Regions from separate parts of the Mus musculus genome. Here region 2 is linked to region 1. The links are chromatin contacts, called in public HiChIP or PLAC-seq maps. All regions are on one chromosome and are shown on one strand. The core of a region is the stretch at or near the end of the contact, and the rest is flanking DNA. Distances in the headings are between cores, read along the strand shown. Region 1 has its middle 38 kb from the start of Marchf7. Region 2 overlaps Pla2r1 (phospholipase A2 receptor 1).

Evidence for each region. HiChIP or PLAC-seq counts read pairs in DNA pulled down with a chosen protein or histone mark.
Region 2: an H3K4me3 HiChIP or PLAC-seq map of bone marrow-derived macrophages shows a contact between it and region 1, with 6 times the contacts expected there. The contact joins two enhancer-like sites. A contact is called at or near these places in 1 of 15 datasets of contacts at CTCF or cohesin (the NIH/3T3 cell line) and 1 of 115 datasets of contacts at active chromatin or transcription factors (bone marrow-derived macrophages).

Annotation. Positions count from the first base shown.
Region 1 is chr2:60,169,591-60,173,592 of GRCm38.p6, reverse strand. It overlaps a transcript of Baz2b not described here. Among named protein-coding and RNA genes, the nearest start is that of Marchf7, 38 kb to the left of the region's middle. Within about 2 kb of position 1,587, at least 174 of the 459 cell types and tissues checked have an H3K27ac peak or open chromatin away from gene starts, as enhancers often do. A contact at or near this core is called in bone marrow-derived macrophages, where this site is marked.
Region 2 is chr2:60,502,381-60,506,604 of GRCm38.p6, reverse strand. Pla2r1 (phospholipase A2 receptor 1) reads left to right here. Exons shown (of 30, transcript NM_008867.2): 7 at 2,284-2,478. Among named protein-coding and RNA genes, the nearest start is that of Gm13583, 46 kb to the left of the region's middle. Within about 2 kb of position 1,689, at least 60 of the 459 cell types and tissues checked have an H3K27ac peak or open chromatin away from gene starts, as enhancers often do. A contact at or near this core is called in bone marrow-derived macrophages, where this site is marked.

The sequences.
Region 1 (4,002 bases), core at 338-2,837:
AACTTGCTCTGTAGATCAGGTTGGCCTCAAACTCAGAGATCTACCTGCCTCTGACTCCTAAGTGCTGGGATTAAAGGCATTTGGCATGTGCCCCTACTGCCCTGCTTCATTAAAGATATTTTAATATAGACTTTAAACATGTCAGCAGAAAAAACTAAGAAGACATGCTAGAGAGCATGGCTGTGGGCTCCAGAGTCGCCAAGTTTGTGTATGGGCTCAAGGGGGCGCTGTACTTGTCTCAGCATTGGCCATATATGCCTTTCTGGTGGTTTGCAAGGTACATCTTCAAGTTTGCAAAGAGACCTTGTTTTGTTGTTTTTCTTTTCTCTCTCTCTCTCTCTTTAGATGAGTGATATTATAAGGTGATTCGGGCATAACTTGAATGGAATTTCAGTCTCATAAGGTAAATTCTGAAGCCACCAGGGCTACACAACAGGCTTAGGACACATCCTTTCCCTATAAATGGCTTTCAGGTGAGATTACTAGGAAATTGCAGGTTTATAGCTATGAAGGGAGAAGGGCTCTAAGCAGTTGTTAATAGTGCTGCAATTCTTGTATCTCTGAGGGGAAGAGGCATCAACATGATTTCTGAGTAAGGGGCTCTGCTCTGCTCTGAGTGTCTCTGTCTTGCCTCAGTTTAGTAATCATTTCCGCTTCTTACACTGGGTGGGACTGGAAAGTTGTGAGTAACATTGGCAGACAGAGGTTTGAGTTCCCAAGTTCTCCCTCCTCCTGCTGAACTCTGCTGGTTGCTTCTGACACACTTCAGACAACATCTATTGGCTGGGGCTTTAGCCAATTCAGGCTACATAAAGACAGTGGTGTCTAGGGGAAGTGAGAACCTACTGGCCCCACAGACCACAAAGCTAAGTGTGACTAGCACTGGGTTCTGCTGTGCAATGAAGGGAGGCATCTATAGTGAATGCAGTGTGACGGACAAGTGATTCTTGACTGGCTTTGTTACCACAGTTGTTAGGGTCAGAGCCTGGCCCCACCGTGGCTCAGCCACCCACCTCCAGAGGCCAGTTAAAACACTCATACACAGCATAGTTAAAGACAGAAAAAGGAAATTTATTATATGTAGCCACAACTGAATGGAAAGAGGAACAAAGGTATACTAACCATCCCTCAAATTCATCTTCAGCTTCCTGGCTTGAGTTTTTGTATAGTGTGTGTGTGTGTGTGTGTCTGTCTGTCTGTCTGTCTGTCTGTGTGCGTGTGTGTGTGTGTGTGTGTGTGTGTGTGTGTGCGTGCACTTGTCCATGTGCACTTGCAGTCCAGAAGGTACTTGGTATGGAATATCTTTCTCCACCACCTCCACTTTATTCTTTGAGATGGGGTCTTTCACTGAAGCTGGAGGTCCCTAAGTCACTAGCCAGGCTTCAGGAATCTGTCTGTCTCCACTTAACACCTGGAGTCTAAGATCTCGCCACACACCTAGGCTTTTGTTTTGTTTTGTTTTGTTTTATGTGGGTTCTGAGGAACTGAACTTAGGTTCTCATGGTTGGGTGGCAACCACGTCACTGACTGAGCCAGCTTGCCAGCTCAGGCTTAGACTTAAATGGAAGACAAGGGTGTGCATGACTAAGCACACTGGCCAAGGTGTGGTCATGCTCATCACTGCTTGGCTCCAGTGAAGTGAACTGGCGTGATTAGCTGTCAGGACTGTGTGAAGTAAATACCCATCTGAGAGACAAGCGCCTCCTGTGGTTGGCACTGTGCCCAGGTTTTTTCTTCTCGCAGGATCAAATTCCCTGGAAAATTCCAAATTTCTTGAAACTACTGTTTTCAATAGTATGATGGGAAGGCACCCAAGTATCTTTAAAACATTTTCAGTCCTGCTAGGATGGCTTGAACCTAGGCAAAACAGCCAGAGCAGGCAAAATGGCAAAGGACTACGCTTCAACAGTCACTCCCCTAAACACAGTCCTGGGAGACCTGGATCTAGGAAGAAGCCATTCCAATTCTAACAATTGATTTTTACTAGGTTTAAAGTATTTCTAAACTTTTCGTTTGTGTGCTTGTTTTTGTTTTTGGTCTTTTTGAGACAAGGTTTCTCTGTGTATTCCTGGCTGGCCTGGAATCTGTAGACCAGGCTGGCCTCTAACTCAGCGATCCACCTGCTTTTGCCTCTGAGTGCTGGGATTAGAGGCGTGCTCCACCACCACCACAACCATCGAGTATATTCTTAAGAATTCTGTCTCTGTCAAGGGAGTGAGAGACAGACATCCCTAATAGACACAGTGAAGGCGTTGAAAGTATGTGCAGCTGAATCATAGCAGAAAAATCCTGGATGCTAGGGAAAGATGTGGACACCAGCGAGAAGTAAGTTCCAAGTAAAAACTGATGCCCTGTTTATAAAGCCAGCTAAGCACATAATGACCCATTTTAAGCGCAAACAATAAATAAATGACAACCAATACTGCCATGTCTCACACTTATCTCTGAGAACCAATCCAGACATGGAATTCCAGTATAAGCACAAACTAAATTAATTCACAAGGAATACACGAGCATTGCGAATGCCTGCTTGAAGAAGTGTTACACACAGGAGCTAAAGCAGGGTAAAGTGTTTGCCTAAGAAGCCCCAGGCTCTGGAATCCGCAGCACTGTATAAACCTAGGCAAGGGAGCACACGTCTGTGATCTCAGCACCTAAGAAGTGGAGGCAGGAGGATCAGAAACCCAAGGTCTTCTTCATCTACAAATCAAGTTCCAGGCCAACCAAGGACATATAAGGCCCTGAAAGAAGGAAAGAAGAAGGAAGGAAGGAAGGAAGGAAGGAAGGAAGGAAGGAAGGAAGGAAGGAAGGAATAATAAAAGAAAAAGCAGCAGCCAGGACTGGCCATTCACAGAAGAGGAAGAAAGTCATCCATCGACCGACCCAGGAAAGAATGAAGTTTATGGCAGAAGAGATGTCAGCATATCTGTCTCACTATACCAGTGAGCCCCTAGGAGATGCACACAAGAAACATGGAATAGTATTTAACCCAGTTAGGAAAACTATCAACAGAATTACAGGAACCAGCAAATACTTCTCAATAGTAACATAACATAAAATGCTCTTAACTCTCAAAAGATGCAAACTACCTGATTGGATTAAAAAATAATTTCCAGGGACTGGAGAGGTGGCTCAGTGGTTAAGAACGCTTATGCTTTTGCTGAGGACCTGAGTTTGGTGATCTACCCACATGTAGTTCTCAACTACCCATGTCTCCAGTTGCAGGGGATCTTTTTCTGATCTCTCCGGGCTCCTGCACATACGTGATGCACAGACACACACTCAGGCGCATGTGCACACACACAGTTAAATAGTAAATATAATTTCCCTGCTATTTATTATATGCAAGAAACATGCCTCAATGGCAAAAGCACACATAGACTGAAATAATATTAGAAGTTGGAAACAGGTTCTGTGGTAGTTTGAATGAGAATAGACTCCATAGGTTCATGTTTGAATGCTTGGACCTGATTGGTAGAACTGTAAGAAAGATTAGGGAGTGTGGTTTTGTTGGAGGAGGTGTGGCCTTGGAGGAGGTGTGGCCTTGTTGGAGGAGGTGTGGCCTTGTTGGAGGAGGTGTGGCCTTGTTGGAGGAGGTGTGGCCTTGTTGAAGGAAGTGTGTCATTGCTCATGTGCTTTGAGGGCTCAAACGCTTAAGCCAGGCCCAGGCTCACTCTCTGCCTCTCTGAGTTTCTCTCTCCCTGTAGCCTGCAGATCAGGATGGAAAGCTCCTAGCTGGTGGTCCAGACTGTCTCTGTCTGTTTCCCACTATGATGGTCATGTAACCCTGTAAAACTGTGAGCGAGCCCTCAGTTAAATGCTTCCTTTTATAAGACATACCTTGGCCATGGTGTCTCTTCACACAGTAAAACAGTGACTAAGACAAATACTAACCATAGATTTCTCAGCACAAGGGAGGCCAAGGCAGGAGACATTCTCTGAACTGGAGACCAGCCTTGGATACAGAGTGACTTCCAAGCCAACCTGGACTACTGGTGAGAT
Region 2 (4,224 bases), core at 440-2,939, 330 kb before region 1:
CTGGTTTTATCTGAACTTTTTCTTTTTCAGTCGGGCTAAGGATTTGTCTATTGTATTTGGAGAATTCCAGTAGCTAATTTCAGTGACCTTTTGTAATTTGTCACCTCCATATCATTCATTCCTACTCTGGTCTTTATTATTCTTTCCTTGATTTGTTCTTGTTTTGCTCACCAACCCCTTGAGGTGCAGCAAGGGAATGGGTATGACGCTGAATGTCTACCTTCCATAGGTAAGCAGAGGATTCCTATACGCCTCCCCACTAATGCTGAGTTTGCTTGAGCCCATATAGCTTGGCATGTTGACTCTCTACATGCACCTGTTTCAAAAGAAATTTTTAAATTTCTTCTTCTTCTTCTTTGATTTATTGCCTGTTCAAAAACAAGTCATTTAATTTCCATGAGTAAGTATTAGCTTCCTCTTTCTCATTTTTGAATTCTAGTTTTATTGCATTGTGTTGGGGAAAAAAAAGTAGTTGATGTGATTTCAGTTTTTGTCGATTTGTCAATGCTTGTCTTGTGACCAGGAACATTATCTGTCATGGAGAATAATTTATGCTGATGAGGGAAATTGTGAATTAGGCAGCTGCTGGAATGTTCTGTAGATGTCTCTAGGGGCATTTGGCCAGGGTTGCAATTTGATTTTGCAGTTGTGTGGTTGGCTTATAGTGTGGACAGTCTGTATATCACTAAATATGAGGTGCAAATTGCCAACTACTAGTGTATTAGAGTCTCTCTCTTCCCTTAAGTCTGCTAATTTATACCTTATGTATTTTTTAAAAATCTAATATGCTTCTATCAAGCAGCTGTTTTAATTTTTATGGAAGGTCTCCCAGACTGATTACTAGCTAGTCCATTTCTAAAACTTTCTTTTGTCTAACAGACACAGGCATGGCTTCCTGAAAACTTCCAATACTTATTGTAATGCAGCAGTGTCTAGCCACTAAAGGACTGTTTATCTTGCCTTTCCTAATCTAGTTTTGTTCATGCCAATCCTTCTAGAAATACTATTCTGGATGCCTGTTTTCTCTGGGCCATTTGTCACCAGATAATGCTCACGTCCAATTGGCTAAGAGCTTGGCATTGGTACCTTGTCACTCTTATTAGGCAGTAATCCAAGTCAGCTTTTACCCAGTGTAGTTAGTACGTTGTTCAAAAGGAACTAAGAGAGTATCTAGAGAGAGGAGTCTGCCCCCATGAGCCAGCTACACCCAAATGCATCACTCACTGTCAGACACTGAAGGGTTCTGCCCAGTTCTACACAGTCACCAAGAATCGACCTAAGTCATAGCCATGGCCACCAGGCTGTGCTGCAATAGGAAGCTCTATGCTAGCCTTCCCTCTGCTCTCTAGCAGATGGCATCCTGACCTCTGCCTTGCCTCCTGAAGGCCAGTTTTGCTACAGCCAGCTTCCTGGACAAATGCAAGACTCAGCCTACAGTTAATAGCTTTATGGTGGGAGTTGCAGGGCTCTGCTTAGCACTGGGTTTCACCAGGGGAGCCCTGGTGCTGGGTCTCAAACTACACTTAATTTGGTCTTCCCCTGGTAAGAGGAGTCTCTGTGCTGTGGGGCTTGGAGGTGGGGAAAGGATCAAAGGCTTTCCTTCCTGCTGTCCTCACTGCCTTCCCATTTGCTCATACTAAAAGGGGCCGCTATAGCATCCTACCTGCTATTCTTAGCTCTTCTGAAGAAAGTCTGGTGAAACTCAAGGGAGGAGTTTTGTACACTCATCCTGCATGACATCATAGATACCACAGCGACCCAGGAGAATGAGAAAATGAAACTTCATCCTCTGTGCTCTAAAGGAAGTGAACAGAATTTTAGGCTCTTTTAGCTCCAGGATAAGGATACCTGCCCTGTATAAAATCCTTGGAATACCATTTAAATTATGTTTCATAACAGCCTTTTTATAATATGAAATCATTTTTAAATAGGCAGACCAGTTACAGTCTCTCTCTCCCCCTCCCCCTCTTCTCTCCCCCTTTCTCTCCCTCCCTCTTCTCTCCCCTCCCTCCCTCTCTCTCTCTGTTTGTATATATGTGTATGTTTCTATGTATATATTTATATATGTATGTGTACTGTGTGTGCCCAGTGCTTATGTTAAAAAAAAGGGGCTCCAGATCCTCTGAGCTAGAGTGACAGGTGGTTGTAAGCCACTGTGTGGGTGCTAGGAACCAATTCTGTGTTTTACTTGCTAAAAGTGATCACACTCATGACTCTATAAAGGATATTGGGTAGCACTGGCAGTAATTGTGCAAATGCTGTTCTTTGTGTTGATTTATAAAGAAAAGGACTCCTGGAAATACCATGCCACTCACTGTGATCCTGACTGGACTCCCTTCAATCGTAAATGCTACAAACTTAAGAAAGACAGAAAGAGCTGGCTTGGGGCTCTGCACTCTTGCCAATCGAATGACAGCGTGTTGATGGATGTAGCTTCGTTGGCAGAGGTGGAGTTTCTTGTAAGCCTCCTTAGGGATGGTGAGTACTAAAGACTTTGCCTCAAGGTCTATGAAATAGTATAAGTAACTACCTTTTAATTAGAGTTGAAAACAAGTTAAATTATTTTAAAGTGATAATTTATGGTGTATATATATGATATATACACTAATATATATGGAATATATATTTAAACATAAAGTCAAAATTTCTGAAAAATACACAGAAACACAATTCACTGGATTTTTTAAGTCATATATTCAGAAGCTATGTAACATATTTACATTTGTCAAATAGATATGTGGTTTTTTTTTTTTTTTGGCCCAACCTATACAACCCAACCCATACACCTAAGGCTTCGGAAAAATTATGGAAGAAGGAACAGAAAGATTCTGAGAGCCAGAAAACCAGGATGTCTGCTGTGAGATGCTGCTTATAGATATGATAGGGAAGTGGCACACATGAAATCTTAACAATATAGCTGACTAAACAAGATCTGTGTAATGACAACACCAGTTGATGACAACATAGATAGGGGAAGTCTCACAGAGTCCTAGATGAAGAGCTATAGCCAATCAATGGCTACAGAGAGATGAAGGATCAGTTTTCTTCAGGGATGAGAGGTGATTCAGTCCCAAATGGTCAGCCCTAAACACATGTACATACAAGCAACACTAAATGTACTCAGTAGATTATACACATATACATATACATCATATACATATATATAATGAATTTGAGAGTGGGTACAGTGGAACACTGAATCGATGGAGAGAGAAGTGGGTAGAAACAATGTAAACATAATACTCACATTAAATTCTCAAAATTAAAAAAAAATACATGAAAAAGAATCTCAAGGGGTAGAAGTCATAAAGCCATTCCTTAGAACTTCTATCTGAACCCTAAACCCATAAGTCAGCCTATGGCTGCTGGGCAGCCATGTGCTATACTCTCCTAAAGGTAATGTCTTAGGTAAATAATTTGACTTCATTTGCCTCAGTGGTTTTCGGGCTGTGTGTCATACCCGAGGTTCCAGGCTCCTGAGCCTTCCCTCTTCCTTTCTTCAGAGCAAGCTGCCCCACCCCCACCCCTACCCATGTTATACATTAAGCATGGTGTCGTTCCCAAAAAAAAAAATTCCTTGAAATTATACCTTCATTTTCCAATGTTTAACAAAAAAATCCCTACGCTCTGGCTGGTGACCTTTTCAATGTTAGACTTTAGTTCGCACACACAAATACTTCTAGGTCATTTTCCCTAATCCTTTGCATTTGGGATTAAAAGAATCCTGCAGTGTCCCCTGTATCAACAAGGACACTTGAAGCCTCTCTGCTGCCTACTGCTTCTCACTGCATCCATGGGGCTCTGAGGTTTTGTTTGTGTCTCTGGCAACCCCACTGTTCTGTGTAAGCTGTGGGGAGCTTCTGCTTGTTTTATTGAGAGGGGCTGAGGGGGAGGGAGAGAAGAAAAAACACACAAGTTACACCATGTTAAAAGAGTTTGGGTGGTGGTGGTGGTGGTGGTGGTGGTGGTGGTGGTGGTGGTGGTGGTGGTGATAGTGGTGATAGTGGTGATAGTGGTGATGGTGGTAGTGATTTTAATGTTCCCCTTTCCAAAATCCAATTAGCCTCTTAACTTTCCTTTTCTCTACGCAAAAGCAAAACTAGATATTTCAGGTCACTTTTCGCACAGGAGGAGCCCACATTCTGGAGTCCCTGAACTCTGACTTGCTCCGGCCAGTGCTTGCTTTTGGTTTAGCTCACATTCCACCTTCCTTAGAAGACCTAT